Regions from separate parts of the Mus musculus genome. Here region 1 is linked to region 2. Evidence: chromatin contacts called from public Hi-C data. All regions are on one chromosome and are shown on one strand. Each heading gives the region's core, a stretch centred on a gene start, on an enhancer-like site or on the middle of the called end of the contact. The rest is flanking DNA. Distances are from core to core; before and after follow the strand shown.

What was found. Hi-C and Micro-C count contacts between places; a contact is called where the count stands out from the background.
Region 1: a contact with region 2 is called in a Hi-C map of muscle stem cells, with 2.9 times the contacts expected there. The contact joins two enhancer-like sites. A contact is called at or near these places in 1 of 39 promoter capture datasets (pre-B cells), 1 of 484 Hi-C or Micro-C datasets (muscle stem cells), 3 of 115 datasets of contacts at active chromatin or transcription factors (acute myeloid leukemia, large pre-B cells and pancreatic cancer cells) and 2 of 9 other capture datasets (adipose tissue and liver).

The regions. Positions count from the first base shown.
Region 1 is chr7:110,796,219-110,801,459 of GRCm38.p6, reverse strand. Ampd3 (adenosine monophosphate deaminase 3) reads right to left here. Exons shown (of 15, transcript NM_001276301.1): 7 at 623-817. It also overlaps a transcript of Rnf141 not described here. Among named protein-coding and RNA genes, the nearest start is that of Gm39069, 18 kb to the right of the region's middle. Within about 2 kb of position 3,574, at least 141 of the 459 cell types and tissues checked have an H3K27ac peak or open chromatin away from gene starts, as enhancers often do. A contact at or near this core is called in muscle stem cells, where this site is marked.
Region 2 is chr7:110,113,909-110,119,104 of GRCm38.p6, reverse strand. No RefSeq gene overlaps it. Among named protein-coding and RNA genes, the nearest start is that of Wee1, 5.6 kb to the left of the region's middle. Within about 2 kb of position 2,069, at least 70 of the 459 cell types and tissues checked have an H3K27ac peak or open chromatin away from gene starts, as enhancers often do. A contact at or near this core is called in muscle stem cells, where this site is marked.

The DNA of each region.
Region 1 (5,241 bases), core at 2,325-4,824, 680 kb before region 2:
GGAATTCTACAGCTAACATTTTAAAGGACCACTCTGCTGTCTCTATAGCAACTGCACCATCATTCAGCATCTTAACAACTTTGAAAATTAACAAGGTACATGATAGTCATCACTTTTTAAATACTTTTTTAAAAAATGTATGGATATTTTTACTTAATATGTGTCTGCTTGGCTGGATGGGTGCTGAGTGCATGCAGTTCCTGTAATGGCCAGAAGATGGCGCGGAGTCCCTAGGACTGTAGTAATAAGCGCTCATGAGTGCCTGACTGGTTTCTGAGAGCCCTGTCTTCTTGCAAGAGTAGAAAATGCTCTTTCCTCCATCTCTCCAGCCCTACAGTCATCATTTTATTGACAAGAAAATGAAAGTTTAAGCGATTCACCTAAGGGTACATGACTCCTAAGTGATTGAGGGGGATTAGAATTTGTAACCATCCGACTTCACGGTCTTCCTTTGACTCATTTGTTCCCAGCCTCACTATTCAATACCACCGGATTCCTTCCACGGCTCTACTACAAGCAAAGTAAGATGATTTCCCCAGCCACCAACTGTCCAAGCACAGGCATGCTGGCTTCTGTGGACAGAGCACTCCTGATAGAAGTACCCAGGGCAGAGCTAGCTTACTGCATGAACATCCAGCGAGTCCACCGTGAGGTCGTAGGGGTCCATGTGCAGGCTGTCAAACACCTGCCGCAGGGTGATCTTCCGACCTAGCTTCTCCGCCACAGTTCTGTCGGGCTCTGTCTGGTACGTGTGCTTGATGAAACGCAGCAGGTGCTTCTGATTCATGCAGGCCGCTGCATGAATGTGTGTGTCTACCTGGAACACATCACCCACTGGTCAATGAGCCAGTCCCCTCCCCTAGTGACCGAAGAGCCTCAACCCTCCAGGCGGAACACAGAGTCTCAGCACCACACTGGCTGTGGACAGAATGCCAACCATCCCCCTTCCTATTTTTTCTCCAGGCCTCGGAGCTAGTCTTTGCTCCTGCAGGCCTGCCCCCAGCCTATATCTAAACAGCATCAAGATATTTTTGTTTTGATTTCTTGTTTACCCACTTGACAAGTTCTCTCTTGCATACACAGTCCCAGCACTTGAACCTGGAATTAAGGCTGCATGCAATCATAATCTCTCCTCTTCCAGCTGCCCCCGTCACATGTGGGGAGCCATGTTTGGCTCCTCAGACACCAAGCTGCTCTGTGGTATCACATTGCCCATGCCTTTCTCAGCCCACAGGTTTCCTTCCTTCCTGCCAAGCTCATCCACTCGAGAGCCAACCCTGATCCCCTGGGCACAGCTAATCCATTCTCTCTCTTGCCCAGCCTGGGCACCTGGGATAGTCATCCACATTGGTGGGCACATCCTCCTGACCTCTCTTACATGTTTCTATCTGCCTGGGACCTCCTCAAGGGCAGGGACCAGGTCCACTGCATCCACGTCACACCTGCCCCAAGAATTGGTCCAAGGTATCGGTGAGTCAATGGTGAGTGAATGAATGAATGAATGAACGAACGAATGAAGAGAGAACCGGTGCCATCTGTTCCAATGGGTTCATATAACCATTGAGATCCAACCCTTCCCACTGACTTCTCTGGGAATTCCCAAAGCAATACCCCTAAAAGGGCACCCACCACACCTTTCTCAGTCAACTCTACCTCACCTGAGCCCAGGAATTTCAAGCCCCATTCTGAAACAAATATCCTGACTGGAAGCCAACATGTGGACTCAGACCGCAGAGAAAATTCTGACTCACAGACAGGAGTCAGGAGCGTGGGTCCCCTGCACTTGATGGAAACACAGATTCCCCAAAGGAGGCACCAGCCTGGAGCCCAGTGGGACCTTGGCTTCCTTGTTGAATGTTTCAGGTCTTCTGTGTCCTGCTAAACTCCTGTAACATAGAGCTGTCTCTTCACCTCTGACCTCTCTTGTGACAGCTCATCCTCACCCCTGACCTATGCCACCTGTGTCTTTAAAGATTATTTTTTTTCATGTGTATGTGAATACATGCATATACACCAGGGAGTGGAAGTGGGGAGGGGGGGCTTGAGGGAGAGAGGAGTCGAGAGAGAGAGAGAGAGAGAGAGAGAGAGAGAGAGAGAGAGAGAGAGAGAGAGAAGAGAAGAGAAGAGAAGAGGAGGGGAGGGGAGGGGAGGGGAGGGGAGGGGAGAGAGAGAGAAGAGAAGAGGAGGGGAGGGGAGGGGAGAGAGAGAGGAGGGGAAGGGAGGGGAGGGGAGGGGAGGAGAGAGAGAGAGGAGGGGAAGGGAAGGGAGGGGAGGGGAGGAGAGAGAGAGATGAGATGAGGGGAGGGGAGGGGAGGGGAGGGAGAGAGAGAGAGAGAGAGAGAGAGAGGAGGGGAGGAGAGAGAGAGAGAGAGAGAGAGAGAGAACAAAGAGGCAAGGGGTGGGGGTGGGGCTGAAAAGGGCATCAATCCCCTGGAAATGAAATTGTGTGCAGTTGTAAACTGCTTGCCGTGAATGCTGGGAACTGAATTCCAGTTCTCTGCGAGAACACCAAGAGCTGAGCCGCCTGTGCCTTTAATTTTTCTCTTTAAACAACTCCCAATTGCGGACCATGAGCTGAAAGTCCCAGAACTAAGTAATTACCTAACGGACGTCTCTATTCGAGGAACTCACAGACAGTTCAAATTTAATATACCTCCAGAATGCACTCTCCGTCTCAGACCACAGTGCAAACCTGACCATCTCCTGGTCCTCAGTGTCTTGAGAAATGACCGATCCTGACCTCAGAAGTTCATTGTGAAAAAGTGGGCGGCCTTCCTACCCTCGTCTCAGTACCAGCTAATCACATCAGTTCTACCTCCCAAACGTGTGTCCCACCCCCACTGCCACCAAAAAACTCACTCCTGAGTCCAGAGCGACCTCTTTCCTGGCCTCGTGGCTTCTTCCCTTGTCCTCAGTCAGCCACACCATCCCCGTGCACATGCAAGCTAGAGTGGGCTGTTTGGGTTTTTTTAGAGTACAATCACTCCTCACGTTGCCTGTCCTATCTCCCTCACCCCTCCATTTTCTCTTCTTTTTTTACTGTTTCACTTACAGGCTGTCACCTGGCTAACGGGTGCCCTAGAGACACAGTGAGCATGCTGGCTCACCTCTCATGATCCCAAGAAGACAAGAGAGGTCACAATTCAGGGTGCTACCTACCAGACTCCAGCCTGCACGCTAGAACTGCAGCAGACTGGGCTCTCTGGCAAGGCTTGGGGGAGGAGACACTGACCTCAAGCCGGGGAATGCTGTCCACAGCTGGTTGGTCATCTGTTAAGACATGCCAAGCCAGACATTTGATCTATTGGACTTGTGTGTCCATTATCCCAGCCAGCCTATGGTGTTGGGGACAGTGCTCACTCATCAGGGACCTTCCTGCCATCAGTTCTTGACCCTCCTCCAGGAAAGACAGAAGAACTCAAAGCTGTGAGATGCAGAACATTACACGGAGCGGGGCTGAAGCTCCAGCGCTTCATAGCCGAGAGGCGACAAGGAGCCAGCCTGGCTTGGCCTACCTCACTCAGCATGACTCCACACATTCTTTGCCATTCTAGCTGTGTCTTCCAGCTTCACAGTCATACACACAGCCTGTCATAGCTCCCATGAGTCACAGGACATAGAATGAAACCAGCTGGGCCATCCAGGAATCCCCTACTCCAACTTGCAGAATAAGTCAAAAAAGGCCTTCATTTTAGTGTCTTCGACTGGCTAGAAGAATCTACGCGGATACTTTACTGTCACGTGAGATCAAGGTTCACAGACCAGTCACATTTCAGTGAAGCACTGTTTGATGTCTGAGACCTGAGCTAACTAACACTGGCTCTTTTCACACCCATGGCAGACATGAGTAATCGATACTCATACTCTTTCTCTAAGCTTGAATAGCTTCAGGAAGCCGACCCCACTTGATCAGGCTTGGCCTAAATGATACCTATGATGTCCCTAGTGTTACACTTTACCAAAGTGGACAATGCTCATTTCGATCCAACATCCAACTTCCAAGTAGCAAACACAGTCCTTCCTTCTTAGCGGTGGGCAGAGACTACACGCTCAAGTATAGGGTCCTGCTGGTTGGGACTCCCAATATCAAAACTCATTCCTTACTACCCATGCTGACTTTAGAGCCTGACTCTGGACATGGCAGCCACCATGGAGATAGGGATACCCCTTCCCTGTCACTGTAGATTTTAAATCTCAGTCTTGTCCTTAGAACCCAGATTTTGAGTGAGAAAACAAATCACCCAGCACCCTGCCAACTCCCCTGTCCTGGAGGACCAGGCCTAACTCAGCAGCTCTGGATTCATACTTAGGGACCAATTTAGGTGCCAAAAGCCAGACTGTTGTGGATAGAGCAGGCATCAACCTCAGACTGCCAGGAAACCCCAAGAATCATCTATTCTCTCTCACATCATGGCCAAGGAGCAGCCCAGGGACAGTCATGGGCCATCCAGGGATGACCGCAGGACCATCAGAAGCACAGCTGGCTAGGCCAGCCTGGCCCCAAGCCTCAGGAGCTATAGAGGCCCAAAGCACTCGCTCACACTTGCAGAGGGCGGGGCGGGGCTATGCCAGGCTGGGGGAGGTGTTTCCCCCATCTGCCAGGGTATGTGCTAAGTTCTCACAGAAACTGAGCCACCCAAATAAGGAACAGACAGTGGCTGTTGTGTCTAGGGAAGTGGTCTAACCACAACCTTTCACCTCTGCCCATGCATCCAATAACCCACGTGTCCTACTCTTACTTCCGAAGCCTCTTCTTGGTCCAGAGTCTGAGATTTACGACATTCTTTAAGAAGTCCATAGGCCTCCATGGTGCAGAACCTTCCCACAGCTCCCTCTACTTGGCTGTCACCCACCTTCCAACCCCACGAGCTTGCACACTCTCTCCTCCCTCCCCCCTCCTGACATCTGCACACTCTGCTCCCTCCCCAGAGGCCGCTATCACTGTTCCTTCTCCTGTACCACACGGCCTCTCCTCCTCAGTTCTGGCCCCTCTGAAAGCCACTCCCCACCCCCGTCACAGCACTTGTCTCTGAGGATTCTTATGAACAGAAAGTTGAGTCTTGGTCTCCATCCGAGCCATGCTCAGCATGATCCCAAGTCTTCCTTCCCCTGGAAGAAAGTGGAAAAGCCTCCAGGCCAGGATCCTCTAACGCACACCTGCCCTGTTGCTGCCCCTGAAGGCAGAAGGTACCAGAGCCACGCGGCCACTCCAGGGGCAGAGGAGGGGCAGAGGCTGGAGCA
Region 2 (5,196 bases), core at 820-3,319:
AGTCTCCTTTATTGTTGCACTGTTCTCTTGTGGCTTTGGTGCTCATTATCTTTTAACTGATAAAGAGCCCTTAATTATGATATTTGATGGTTTGTTTTCTTGTTCCAAGTCAATTTGCCTATTTAAGATTTTAAACAAGGTTACTACTGTGTTCAATGAAAGCTTATAAACAGATAGAGTTTTTTCCTCCATGGTCTTTTCCCCTTTCTCTAAAATAATAAAGTTTTCAATGATTCAGAAGTCTCCCAGGTCTCCCTTTCATTCCCAACCCAATTTCCTGGAGCTAAACACTGTTAATAAGTGTTTGTTTTGATTTTATCTCATACTTTGCCACCTGCCTACCTCCCTAGACTGGGAGCTCCTCCAAGTAAGGCTGGGTGGCCCAAAGGACATTGGTTCCAGATAGGAAGAACTCTTAATCTGTAGACCTAGGATTTGGACTCTTGCCACGCAAGTAGTCAGGAAGAATGGGAGAGGTCAGTTCCCAAACCTTGTATGGTATGGTAGTATGAAAGTTAAAAATACCTGCTGGCCTGGCAGTAGATAGCTCCACAAGAAAAGGTGCTTGCAGCCAGGCCTGGTGGTCTGAATTCCCTCCCCAGAGCCCACATGATGGAAGGAAAGAACCAACTCCCAAAACATGTCCTCTGACCGCCACATTTGCTCACACACAAAGGTAGAGAAGAAAAAAGTAAAAGCAAGACTCAAGATGGGCTGTGGTGGCACACGCCTTTAGCCCCAGCACAATGGAGGCAGAGGCAGGAGACTCTGAATTGCACAGAGAAATCCTATCACCAAAATACAAAACAAAGCAAAAAAACAAAACAAAACAAAACAAACCTCAGTGGCTCATACCTATTCGTAATTCTAGCACCTTGGAAACTGAGGTGGAAGGAGAAGATCCGTGAAAATGCAATGGCATCCTGGGCCAAAAGAGAGACCCTGTGCAAAAAAGCCAAATAGACTAGGGATGTGGCTCAGTTGGTAGAGTTCTTGCTTAACATGTGTGAAGCTTTGGGTTCAATCCCTGATAGCCTGAGCTGAGTGTGGCAGCACATACCTGCATTCCTGGGAAGTATGTGCCTGGGAAGTAGTGGCCGGAGAATGGGAGGCTAGCTTGGGTTATGTGAGTCTGTCTTTAGAAATAAATGTTTAAACAGGGCTCAGAGTCGGGTGGTGGTGGAGCACACTTTTAATCCCAGCACTTGGGAGGCAGAGGCAGGTGGATTTCTGAGTTCGAGGCCAGCCTGGTCTACCAAGTGAGTTCCAGGACAGCCAGAGCTACACAGAGAAACCCTGTCTCGATAAACCAAAAACCAAAAAAAGAAAAACAACAACAACAGGGCTCAGTAGGGCTGGTGAGATGGCTCAGTGAGTAAGAGCACCCACCAACTGCTCTTCCGAAGGTCTGGAGTTCACGTGGTGGCTCACAACCATCCGTAAGGAGATCTGACTCCCTCTTCTCGAGTGTCTGAAGACAGCTACAATGTACTTACATATAATAAATAAACAAATCTTAAAAAAAAAAAGCACAGGACTCAGTAATGTTAAAGTGTAATGTTAAATTGATGTACAATGTGCTCTTATATAGATTATGAAATGTTATCAGAGATACTGCTCAATGGTAGAGCACTCACCTAGCACTTGTGAGGTGACCTCCAGTACACACACACACACACACACACACGCGCGCGCGCGCCAGTCTGTTAAAACCAGTGTGTGACTTTCTTTTGCCTGATGTTCATTTGTCTGTTCTCTTCCACCCTGGCCTGGAACCAAGTTTTGTTTCTACAACTCCATTGACTTTAATCCCAGGAACTTTTTAAAGGAAAATCTAGTGATGATCTTTGTGACAGAAGTCCCCAAATGACTAAGCTACCCAGGCCCCACTCCCTCCAGCTAAGCACAGGGCATGATGTTATGGTTTAATTTCAGCAACATCTAACTGAAACAATTCTGATTTTTAAAATTGCATGCTCCTCCAAGTACAGTACAAAATGTACTAGACGGGAGGGTTCCACCCACTTGCCCCAGGCTAGAGAAGTCAAATCTCCAGTTCTCTCCCCACCCAGTTGTTCCTAACAGTAATGTTGCTTGGCAACTGCTGCAGACTCACACTCTGGGTACAGTTAGCTGAGGGACAAAACAAAACAAAACAAAACAAAAAAACAGTAGGGAAGAATTTAGCAGGAGGGAGAACAATTTGTTTATCCTCCTTAGACCAATGACTTAGCAGATAAAAGCCTTGAATGCCCCTACTGGCTCATTCACTTTCCTTGTCCCATTTTAGTTGAGACAAGAGACACCCTCTCCAGTACTTTAAATGCAGGACAGCACATGAGTCCAGGCCTGTTCTCATTAACATAAGCTCTGCCCTCCAGACTAAGTTCTTCAGAACTAAGAACTATCTTTTTTTCTCAGTGATGTAATCAGAGGAATATTTCATGAGACTAGAGGGGCTTTCCAAAAAGCAGTCTTTTCTAGTTTGTGTTTAAGCCCTGGAGAAATAGTTCACCTCTGATAGATTTCTAGAGTTTTTGTTCTGTTGTGTTTTCCTCTTTTAAAGCTTCCTTGGGGGCTGGTGAGATGGCTTAGTGGGTAAGAGCACCTGACTGCTCTTCCGAAGGTCGGAAGTTCAAATCCCAGCAACCACATGGTGGCTCACAACCATCCGTAATGAGATCTGATGCCCTCTTCTGGTATGTCTGAAGCTACAGTGTACTTACAAGTAATAAATAAATAAATAAATAAATAAATAAATAAATAAATAAATAAATCTTTAAAAAAAAAAAGGCTTCCTTGGGGCCTGAGTTCAAGCCCTGGGACTCACCTATGAAAGGAAAGAACCAAAGTTATCCTGAACTCCCAACTGGTAAGGGTGCTTACTACCAAACCTGATGACTGAGTTCAATCACTAGTACCTCCTGGAGTGAAGGAGAAAACAAATTCCAAGTTGTCCTCTGACCTCTACACATGCACCTTGGCTTGTGCACTCCCCCCCCCACACATACAATAAATCATAATAATAAAAAACTTAATGTAATTTGTTTAAAGCTTCGTTAGTCAAAATTCAGAATTGCAGAAACAGTTCTGTGTTAGAGCTAAAGAGACTGGCTCAGTAGTCAAGAACAATGGCTGCTTTTCCAAAAGGAAAAAGCATTTTTCCTAGCATCCACATGGAAGCTCACAACTGTGACTCCAGTTCCTGAAGATATGACACCCTTTCTGGCCTGCAGAGACACCAGGCATGCATGTAGTTTACAGACATACATGCAGGGAAAACAAAACAAAAACCCTGCTTATATACATAAAGTAAAATAATAATTAAAAAAAATAAAGTTGGGGCTGAAGACATGGTTCATTAGCTGCTCTTCCAGAGGTCCTGAGTTCAATTCCTGGCACCCACAAAGTGGCTCACAACTATCTGTAATGGGAACTGATTCCCTCTTCTGTCATGCAGACACACATGCAAAACAGAACACTCATATGCATAAATAAATACATATTTTAAAAAATGGGGGGCTGGTGAGATGGTTCAGTGGGTAAGAGTACCCGACTGCTCTTCCAAAGGTCCGGAGTTCAAATCCCAGCAACCACACGGTGGCTCACAACCATCTGTAATGAGATCTGACGCCCTCTTCTGGTGTGTCTGAAGACAGCTACAGTGTACTTACATATAATAAATAAATAAATAAATCTTTAAAAAAAAAATGGGCTAAATAGCCGGGCAGTGGTAGCACACACCTTTAATCCTAGCACTTGGGAGACAGAGGCAGGCGGGTTTCTGAGTTTGAGGCCAGCTTGGTCTACAGAGTGAGTTCCAGAACAGCCAGGGCTACACAGAGAAACCCTGTCTCAAAAAAAAAAAAAAAACCAACAAAAAAAAAGTGCTAAATAGCTCAGCTCTTGCTGTCCTCTTTCTTATCATCGGTACCTTTTGTCTTTAGCCATTGCTCCTTCTACCCCTCATCAAAACTTTCATCACCCTAGCTCTAACTGTTACCAACTGCCACAGGACCAAGAATCCAGACCTCAGGCTAGAATGACGCCAACCCTAGAGCTCCTGGTTGATTTTTCAGATAACAATTTCCTCACTCGTCACTGCCCTCCACACTCTGAGTGTGGTCAGTGCAATGAAATCAAATCGTCTGAGGCTGTTCAACAGATGAAATGTGACACTAGCAATTATCCCTCGCAAGAGACATTCCATAAGTGCTTTGACTAGAGCAATGTTTCTTGAGACCAATGACTCAAAGTCACTCAAATATAGCATGTGACTCCTGATGTCCTCCCACCAAGAGTTGCTTAGTATTCACAGGCAGTTGAGTTGTGCGAAACCAGCTGAGAGCAGAAGTAGCATGCATAGGATTTGAATGGGAAAAGTCTAAGGAGAAAGGGGGAAGCTTGAAGTTTAATATGAATTAGTATTTCTTGTCTAGGTAGTTAGTAGGGACTATTAATCTATCTAATGTTTGAATAAGGTAGGTCAGAGGCAGATATCAGTACATGCTTTAGATATAAACATATCACTTATATGATTCTATATAAAAGATTTCAATATCTAAGATTCTCCTTCAGTAATTGCTTAGAATCTGAAAGCAGGAGAGAGACTGACTAAGAGTAGTACAAGGGGTGTTTGTGCATTCACAAAACTTTGTGCAAAAGTACAGGCCAGTGAGATGACTCAATGGATAACAGTGCTTACTTGTCCCACAACCCTATGGACTGTGTCTGAGACCAAGAACCCAGATAAAAGTGGAAAAAGGACTACAGAATTATTGGGTTTTTTTGTTGTTGTTTCGTTTTGGTTTTGGTTTTTCGAGACAGGGTTTCTCTGTGCAGTCCTGGCTGTCCTGGAACTCACTCTATAGACCAGGCTGGCCTCAAACTCAGAAATTCACCTGCCTCTGCCTCCCAGGTGCTGGGATTAAAGGCCACCACCGCCCGGCTCAGAATTATTGTTTGATCTATACACACCCACACATGCGCACAAACACACACACAGTCTTAGGGTTTCCACCATGGGGAACCATGAAGAAGGCCTTCACCTACAGACCTGCAGCCTAATCTCCCATAGAAGGCCTCTCTGCACTCCCAGCCACAACTGCCATCATTAAGCCTACACACATGGGACAAGCCAGATCTCCCCACTCACCTCCTCTCCTAGTCCTCTACCCCAGCCCCAGCCCAGCCTTC